Linked DNA regions of Mus musculus: regions 1 and 3 are each linked to region 2. The links are chromatin contacts, called in public Hi-C maps. All regions are on one chromosome and are shown on one strand. Each heading gives the region's core, a stretch centred on a gene start, on an enhancer-like site or on the middle of the called end of the contact. The rest is flanking DNA. Distances are from core to core; before and after follow the strand shown. Region 1 overlaps Cmip (c-Maf inducing protein). Region 2 overlaps Pkd1l2 (polycystic kidney disease 1 like 2). Region 3 overlaps Cmip (c-Maf inducing protein).

Region 1 (2,881 bases), core at 362-2,861, 310 kb after region 2:
GCATGATGTATCCCCCTAGGCCCCAAACCTTCTTCCTTCCTTTTTTTCCTTCTGAAGAGGTCCCAGTGGGACCTTCCCCAGGGTAGAGTCCCTTGGAACTGTGGTACCCGTGGGGAGTTCAGGTCCCACCCGCCTGGCTGTTACTGTTCTTAGACATGTCTGCAGATTCTGGGTAGAACGGAGCTGACTTGGAGACATCTTTGAGCCCCTCATCAACCGTTTCAGTAGCAAAGGCACCTTATTGGGACAGATGCCAAAGTGCCAGGCCCAGGGACCAAATTCCCACCCTTCCCATGCCCGCAGAGAAGATGGGTCTTGGAAGGGTCGGGATATGGAAATAGCTAGCCTTGGCTCTGTTACTAAACTTCTTGAGGCATTTAGCCATAAAAGGGGGCAGCTGCCGAGGCTGGCTTCTTGATTAATGAGCCCCCTGTATGCCTCATCACAGTCCTCATGGAGTCCTGGGATGGCCCTGCCCTTCAGGCCCCCCTGCGTTGCAGGTTTTTGTTTTTGTTTTGTTTTTTTAAGCCAGGGGTCCAACTGTAGCGCAGCTGCTGTTCTAGGTGGGCGGGGACTCCGCAGCTGTGCAGCAGTGGGAGACCAGACCCCCCCCCCCCATCCTGCTGGCCTTAGCCCCATTCTGCACGGTGCGCACTGCCCTGGACTGTCCAGGTCTCTCTCTGTTTGTGGTTGTGAGATTGGGTCATGGTGGGAAGCAGGAAGAAGCCTGTGACCCGTCATATCCTCTCTCTCCATTTCCTCAGGGTGACTACAGCTCCCTTGCTTGCAGTGTGGTTGAGTGAAGTCAAGCCCTGAGCTGGGGCTAGAGTGGTCTATGGAACTAGAGTGTGTGGGGTGTGTGTTGGGGGGATATGCTTGGTGAGGGTGGGGCTTGTGGTGGGTGGGTTTTGGTGGGGTGGGTGGAGCTTTGGGCATAAGGTCTGATAGAGTGGGATCCGATGAGTGGCGACTGTGTTTGTGACGTGGGTATCTTCCTGTCACCCCATTGGAAAGATAATAGGACAAAGGCTTTTCACAATGATGGGAGAATAGGAGGTCCAAGTGGCCATGAGTAGGTAGAGCATGTAGATGGTCTACACAGTGGGGCACATTCAGCCACCAACAGAGGTGAGGCAGGGCCTCCACTCTGAGCCTGTGTAGCAGTGTTCTGAATAGGCAGATTCACACAGGTAGAATGTGATGGGCAGGTGAGGGCGTTTCCCCGTCAGGTGTTGGCTTCTTGGCATGATGGGTACTAGTCCCTGGCAGAACGACCATTGAGAACACAGATGTGGTACTGTCCTGCGCTGGAAGGGGCTTCCTGTCAGATCATGTGGCATCATCCATCCATCGCTCCTGGAGACCAGACCAGAGCATCCTACTGCTGTGCCAGGTGCCAGCACGATGGCGCCAAAGGACCCTGCTCTGCGACTGGGATGACTCAAGTTCCACTCAGCTGCCGGAGTGACAACCAGCCTGCTGCTTACAACCCAGGCCTCTATGAGGCTTCTGCTGCGGCACTTAGCGGCGGCTCCAGTCTGGAGTGGCTGATAGAGAGAGGGACTTTCCAGATAGGCTTTTCCTTTTGGGGTGTGGGAGCCCCCCATCCCACTGGAATGTATGTCTTGAGTCAGCCTAGAGCCTCGTCCTGGGGGCTGAAGACTCATGAGTCATGTGCTCATCACCATGGAAACCGGCGATTGGCTGGGGCGGGCGGCAGAGCTGATCTCTGAAAGACAGGATGGTGAAGGATGTTGGATGAGCACCCCACTGGATGAGAAGCCTGTGAAAGCAGATAATTAATGGAAACATTAGCTCTGAAGGTCTTGGGGTTTGGGAAGGGGGAACACTGGCGAGGGACCCCCCCAGCCACCTGCTCTGTCTCCCATTTAGGTCTTGGATGCGTTTGAGCCAGGCTTATCACAGAATTCTAGAGGGCGGGTTTTTTTTTTTTTTTTTAATAGCAGGCCCTCTTACACGAGCCCATATTAGTTCCATAGCAGAACACCGCCACGGCTCTGAGATTTGTCCCCACCTCCCATGAGAAGGCAGTGTCCCCAATGCACAACTCATAGTGTCCCAGAAGGCTGTACCCCAAGAGCCAGGACCTTGGGTGCTGGATGTCTGTATCCTTAGTACCCAACACATGCTGACCCAACATGGTGCTTAGTTCAGAAACCCTAGTGCCAAAGCCATCTTGTTAGAACGTGGCCAGAAAGTAGCGCCCAGCTGAGGCAGCAGTGGGTCCCTCATTCCTGGCCAGGGCTCCCAGGACTCCTTAATATCTCTCTAATGAGAGTAATTTGGCAACAGCAGAAAACACGCTCTAACCCTTTGTCCCAGTAATTCCATTTCTGGGAATCTGGCCTAAAGAAATAATCCTAAATATAGGCTAGAAAAACAGGCTTCACAGGGATGTTCACCTCGGAGTTGTTTATCGCTCATGCAAAGCAGACCGGCGGGAGCAGAGAGAAACTCCCGAGTGGATGCTCGTAGGTACAGCGCAAGCACATTCTTTGATTTGGGACTCAGGGAAAAAAAAGTTTAGGGCCGTTGAGATGACTCACAGGGTAAAGTCAGCAAGCCTGACATAAAGGCAGCAGGCTTGACGACCTGAGCGTGATCCCTGGGTGGAAGGAGAGAACTGACTCCCACAAGTGGATTGCAACATATAAACTGTGTGTGTGTGTGTGTGTGTGTGTGTGTGTGTGTGTGTGTGTGTACATACACATATGTGCACAGTAGATAAAGAGTAATACAAGTTCCAGTTAAGAATAGTCAGGAGAGCCTGAGAGATGGGTGCAGTGTAAGAGACCTTGTTTTACAAGCATAAAGACACAGGTTCGAATCCCCAGCATTCATGTAAAGGCCAGGCATGGCA
Region 2 (3,080 bases), core at 274-2,773:
GTGCCACGAGCCACTGAGACATTGACCACCAAGTCCCACCCAAGCTCCACACGGTCAGAAGCCCAGGAGGCCCGCAGCCCCGACAGCGGCTCTACAAAGTACACAGTGAAGTTTCCAGAGGGGGCGGAGGCAGTGCCGGTGCCTTCATTGCTGACAGCTTGGATCTTTAGGTGGTGCCTCCCAGGGCCCAGCATCTCCTGGATGTCTCTGTCCAAGGTCAGATTGTAAAGCTGCGAGCCCCTCTGGGCGGTGAACTCAGCCAGAGTTCTGTTATGCGAAAGCACAGCATAAGTCGCCCCGGCTCCTAGCGAGAGTAAGGGAAATTTAGAAAAGCTATTATCAACGGTGCAGCTAGCATTCTAAGATAGTTCAGGCTGAGTTCTAATGTCAAATTCAGCAGTAGACATAGATATGGGTCCAAAGAAATACATGAGGATAAACCACTGTGCTAAATGCTAACTGTAACTAATTTTTAACTATTTTTGAGATCGGTTTAGTAAGTGATTTTTTTTTAAACTTTCTGGATCCTCTCTGATCATTTTTTAAATTGTTTGTTTGTTTGTTTGTTTGTTTGTTTTTGAGATAGGGTCTAAAGTAGCCCAGGCTGTCCTTGACTTCATTCACTATGTAGCAGAGGCTGGCCTTGAACTTTTAATTTTCCTCTCTGAACCTCTCAAGAATCAGTATTACAGGCCAGCACCACTGTGTTCAGTCTGGAGACCAAACCCAGGGTTTCTTGAACGGCAAGTACTCTTCCAACAGCTGCAGCTGCAGCCCCGTTGTTATTTGTTTATGCCCTTGAAACCAGAAGTTTGTAGCAAATGCTTAGAACATCCTGATGATAGGGACACCCCCCCTTCAGTAAGAAACTGAAAAAGAGGCATGGGGGGGGGTGCACAAGAGTTGTGAAGCAGGAAAGCAGGAGAATGAACTTCAAGAGTTGTTTTCAGCCAAAATAGGTGAAGGTGTTTCCTCCAACATCCACTGATGACCTAGGACAGGCAAATCTCTATAAAACTCAGCCTGTTCCCCACAAAGTGGCGCCTCCCTTGCAGGCTGCAGATTGCCGTCCTAGCTGGATGCCAAATATTATAGTGGGTTGAAAATATGTGTGTGTAACCAGATGATATTCTTCCCAGTAGAAGCCATGCCAAATACATTTCTTGTTTGGATAAAGGGGGAAAAATAGGGGGAGGAAGAGGAGGAGGAGAAGAGGACATACTGGTGGTGGTGGTGGTGGTGATGATGATGAAGATAGTGGTGTTGATGATGGTGATGATAATCATTTGGTGATAATGGTGACAGCCCAAAGCCCTACAGGAGCAGGGCCCTTTGCTTTCATGTGTATCCCCACCTTCCCCACGCCTGGCAGAGCTGACACACAATTACATTTGTAGGAAGACTAAATAAATCAACAAAAGATTTTTTTTACTTTACCCCGGGTGCACATACCAGCCCCTGTTAGGCAGCAGGCACACAGGAACAGGAAGGAAGCTCACGAGTGCCGTGTCAGAGCCCCATCACATCCCCATTAAGACGACCGAGTGAAAGATGTCATACTGAGTCAGATCCTTCCTCATTTGATGATTACCACCATCATCATCACCATCATCACCACCATCACCATCATCATTACGCCATCACCACCAACATCCCCCACACCACCATCACCATCACCCTAGCTCTGCACTGCATAATTTATGTCAAAAGGTCTCCATTAAGCACTCTAACTGGACTATGCTTTGTGGGGAAAGATTGCTGTGGATAAGGCAGGGGTGTCTCTGTGGGCAAAAACGGTGCTACTTAAAATATCGATGGGAACAATCCAAGCCCTGGGATGGATGTGCCAAGGAGTAATGGATCGGTGGGCACAGTTAGAGTGATCTCTGTAATAAATTAGAGCGGAAGCTGTAACCAATCAGCGTAGAAGCCTTGGCTAATCAAGGTAGATGCAGGAACCAATCAGAATGGCCTCTGGCTTAAGTGGAAGACACTGTGTCCAATCAGAGTGTACCCTCGCCAGAACTGTGGATAGGCTTGTATCCATGTGTGAACCGCTGATTGTCAGGTTTCATGGCTACAGGATGGCGCCACGCAAGTGGTCAGCCCCTCCCAGTCCCACCCCTTCCTATTGAAACCCACCCCTCCACCCCCCACCCCCCACCCCCCCCGCCGCCCAGAGAAGTGGTATGGAGAGCCGGTGTTTCAGATATAGATTGTGGACTTGCAGAAAGAGCCTTGGGAAGGTGAGGGTTCTCGCCGGCTCACTAACCTAGCTTGGGGTGGATTAACGTGGAGTCTATCCTGAGTGTGCCATCACAGGTCAAGCACTTAGAGCCCTGAAGATGCCACGGGTGTTTAAAAAAATGAACACAAGGTAGCTAAGACGCTAAAGCCTCAGGTTAGCTGGATAGATTTGGGAGAGGCAAATCCCACCACGTGCCTCCACCTGCTCCATCCTGCAGACTCACCTCCATCCAGATCCACCTGAACCCACAGGGGTTCCCCAAAGACAGCCTGACAGAGAAGGCCGACTCCAGCTCCAGCCAGGCCAGTGCACCCAGTGATACGAGGCGTCTCCACCTTCTCGCAAAGGATCACTTGCTTCTGAGCAGTCACGTGCCACTCACTGGTCGTACACTCAGCAAACACTGTGAACTCCCCAGGAGAGCTGAACTGGTGGGTCACGTTGCTGGACACACTGTGGGAGGGAGAGCGGGGGTTCAACAATCATACATGAGTTCACAACTCTCGTGCTCTGCAAAGGCAAGATGGCAGGGGCGGGGGCGGGACCGCATGTAGCACAGTGGGGAGCGGTCTTGTCTAGCATGGATGCTGTTTGGAATTTGATCTCCAGCCCTCCGTTAACTGGGTGCGACGACGCCTATCTGTGGTCCCAGCACCCGGCAGGAGGAGGCAGAAGATTAGAAGTTCAAGATCATCCTCTGCTACATAGTGATTCAGAGGCTAGTCTGGACTGTCTCAGTCAGTCAGTCAGTCAGTCAGTAAATAAATAAATACATAAAAGTTTGACAAAGACAAGAAAAAGATGTCACACAACACGCCCTGTTCTCTATGTT
Region 3 (2,884 bases), core at 166-2,665, 270 kb after region 2:
CACCGGCTTATCTACATTTACGCTGACTGTAAAAACTTCCTAATTATTAGACGCCAGTAAAACAGTTCACCTTTGGACTTGGGTAGAAAGCCATGCTCACGTGTGTGCTTATGTCAACATAAGGCTTTTACACACACACACACACACACACACACACACACACACACACACAGCTGTCTCCTAGAATACTGGTCATCACTGATTTGAAAATATTTCCTGAATGACCTCTTCTGCCAGGCCAATAAATTGAACCAGTAGATGGCTAGCTTGTTTGTAACCCTTTAGGTCTCTTTAAGTCCTGCTAATAGCTGTGAGCCTCCCCAGGGACTGGGGCCAGCTGCCCTCCACTCTGTCCCGCAAGGTACAGAGAGGCTCTGTGGAGCTAGGGAGGGGAAACCAGCGGAGAAAGCCCACTGCTGAGCCATGTGCCAGTGGGGGGCTTCCAGCCAGGTGTCTTGGGGACAGGGGCTGGCAACCATCCTCCAGACAGGATGAAGGCATCCCACAGGGGCACTGCGGATGAGTATAGGGTATGTCTGCCCGTACCCTTTCTCACCCTGCCTAGCCAGTCTTTCAATGATTAACTGTGAGACCTTGGCACCATGTGTCGCCTACCAGTGACAAGCAGAACTCACCTCTCTTGCTTGCAGTAATGATTCCAAACACACTGCCCTCCCCTCATCGCCCCCCTTCCCCGGCCGTAAGGCCTCTCTGTCTCTTCTGAGCCTCCTTTGCTCTCTTCTTAGACCTTTATGTCCCAACCATCTGAGAGGTTGGCCCTCCCCGCCTCTTCCATTTATTTCTTGTTTCCTGCCTTAGCACTTATCGGAAGTGAACAGGCCTGGTGTTTTTATTTTGTCCCTGTCTCCTCCCACTAGGAAAGCTGGGGTTTTTTTGCTTGTCATCCGTGTCCTCCCCACCCCCCACCCCAGATGACACACATTAGGTGCTCATTGAATAGCTGCACTGTGAACAACTGAATCCCCAGAGCTCTGCGGGCTGGGCTTGTTGAAGTCTGCCTGCTGAGTACAGGCGGCCACCGAGTGCCTGACTGTTCTTACTGATGTCACCCTACAGTTTCTGTGTGGAGGCTCCAGAGCACACAGAGTGGGGCATGTCTGTGCAAGACAGCGAGGAGGGCGCTAGCCTGAAGGAGGCGGAGGGCAGAGGTCTTCCCATCCCCGTCTCTGTCTGTCACTGGGAGACTGGGACACGGGGTGGGCTGGGGTGGCATCTTTTCATCTTGCCTCCTGCTCCCCCACCCCAACTCCCGACAAAGTAGGAGAGGTACCCCGTGGCTGCTAGCCTCCACTGTCCCCTTTGTGGATAAGAAGGGGCGTTTCTCTAGTCTGCGGCCACATGTCTGAGTCTGGCTTCCTGCACCTGGGCACGTCCCAGGCAGTCTGTGGCCAGGCTGTGTCTCCTGGCCAGGCCTTTCAGGAATGTACCCTTGCCAGGCTGGCTGTGAGAATAAGGCTGTGCCTGCTTGGTCATTCTGACGAGTGTGGGACGGTCCTTGGTGTTCTCACCAGAAGTGCAGAATCTCTGCAATTCTTTGTTGTTGTTTTTTGAATTGTATGGGTGTCTTTGTTGAAAAGCACTTGGCTAGGCTGTCTTTTTAAGTAGAGAACCCGTTGGTGTGTGCGTACATCTCTACTTTTATTCCATTTTTAGACAGGGTCTCTCATTGAACCTAGAGCTCACCAGTTTGGCCGGCTGCTCAGCAAGCCCCAAGACTCTTATTTACTACTTCTGTCACCAGGATGCAGTCATGTACTGCCCTGCCCAGCTTTTTTGTGGTTGCTGGGGATTTGAACCTGTGTCCTCATGCTTTGTTGGTAGACATTTTATTAACTGAGCCACCTGCCCTGCTGATCCCTTTCAGCTCTTCTTCCTATCAAGCAATGTCTGTCTGTCTGTCTCTCTCTCTCTCTCTTTCTAAGCTTCTTGATTTTTGTTTAAAAATATTTATATGTAGAGAAGTTTTACATTTTTTCCCAGTTGTCAGAGGCTTGTGTGTCTTAATTAGTTAATTAGTGGCTTAGAAAATTGTTCTAATTAGAAATGGTTTGAGTATATATGTGTGCCGCCTGAGTGTACGTCCACGTACCATGTACATTCGGTGCTTGCAGAGACCAGAAGAGGGCATCAGACTTCTGGGAACTGGAGTTGAAGATGGTTGTGAGCTGCTGTGTAGGTGCTGGGTCCTTAACCCGGAACCTTTTGCAAGAGCCAATCTCTCTAGCTCCAACTCCTCCAAGTTTTAAGGTCAAGCAAGCATTACTTGTTCTTAAAAAGGGGGATTTGGCCGATGTTAATCTAGAGCTGTTTTGCTGTAAGGAGCGAGGCACCCCCCCAGTTAACTTGAGTCACTCCTATTTTCTGTTTCTCTGCAGCTTTGGGCCATCGCTACTCTCTGTCCTCTACAGTTCTTCCAGGACTCCCGGGGACTGTTATTGCCCAGGACTCACTGGCCTTGCTTTGACACTGTGCTATTTTGCTTATTCCGCATTCACAGTATTTTTTAGTTGAATTCTTTCATATGAAACATGAAGGAATAGAGGGGTCAAGTCACTTGCCTGAGGTCACACAGCTAGATGGAGTGGCTCTCCCTGTTACCTGTTGTGCCTCTCCCTGTTGGCTGTGTGTCCTGGCCAACCTAGCCAGTCCCTGGGTTACTTCTTGGTGTTTCTTATTCCTTATGGAATGCTATTTCTATTTTAAAAAGAAATACTTGGCTGGGCAGTGGTGGCGCATGCCTGTAATCCCAGCACTTGGGAGGCAGAGGCTCTGAGTTTGAGGCCAGCCTGGTCTACAGAGTGAGTTCCAGGATACAAGCACTGGGGTCTGAGAGTTGAATGTTCCTTTAGACTTTATGTTTATT

What was found. Hi-C and Micro-C count contacts between places; a contact is called where the count stands out from the background.
Region 1: a Hi-C map of the N1E-115 cell line shows a contact between it and region 2, with 3 times the contacts expected there. The contact joins two enhancer-like sites. A contact is called at or near these places in 2 of 39 promoter capture datasets (3T3-L1-derived adipocytes and the HPC-7 cell line), 7 of 484 Hi-C or Micro-C datasets (the HL-1 cell line, the N1E-115 cell line, adipose-derived mesenchymal stem cells and 4 more) and 1 of 115 datasets of contacts at active chromatin or transcription factors (pancreatic cancer cells).
Region 3: a Hi-C map of the N1E-115 cell line shows a contact between it and region 2, with 2.4 times the contacts expected there. The contact joins two enhancer-like sites. A contact is called at or near these places in 3 of 39 promoter capture datasets (the 3T3-L1 cell line, the HPC-7 cell line and hippocampal neurons), 1 of 484 Hi-C or Micro-C datasets (the N1E-115 cell line) and 2 of 115 datasets of contacts at active chromatin or transcription factors (effector CD8 T cells and pancreatic cancer cells).

What each region holds. Positions count from the first base shown.
Region 1 is chr8:117,370,715-117,373,595 of GRCm38.p6, forward strand. All of the region lies in intron 1 of Cmip (c-Maf inducing protein), which reads left to right. Among named protein-coding and RNA genes, the nearest start is that of Gm39260, 51 kb to the right of the region's middle. Within about 2 kb of position 1,612, at least 118 of the 459 cell types and tissues checked have an H3K27ac peak or open chromatin away from gene starts, as enhancers often do. A contact at or near this core is called in the HPC-7 cell line and the N1E-115 cell line, where this site is marked.
Region 2 is chr8:117,065,613-117,068,692 of GRCm38.p6, forward strand. It overlaps Pkd1l2 (polycystic kidney disease 1 like 2), which reads right to left. Exons shown (of 43, transcript NM_029686.4): 6 at 2,472-2,701; 7 at 1-304. Among named protein-coding and RNA genes, the nearest start is that of Pkd1l2, 15 kb to the right of the region's middle. Within about 2 kb of position 1,524, at least 24 of the 459 cell types and tissues checked have an H3K27ac peak or open chromatin away from gene starts, as enhancers often do. A contact at or near this core is called in the HPC-7 cell line and the N1E-115 cell line, where this site is marked.
Region 3 is chr8:117,334,231-117,337,114 of GRCm38.p6, forward strand. The region is part of intron 1 of Cmip (c-Maf inducing protein); the gene reads left to right. Among named protein-coding and RNA genes, the nearest start is that of Gm51554, 21 kb to the left of the region's middle. Within about 2 kb of position 1,416, at least 119 of the 459 cell types and tissues checked have an H3K27ac peak or open chromatin away from gene starts, as enhancers often do. A contact at or near this core is called in the N1E-115 cell line, where this site is marked.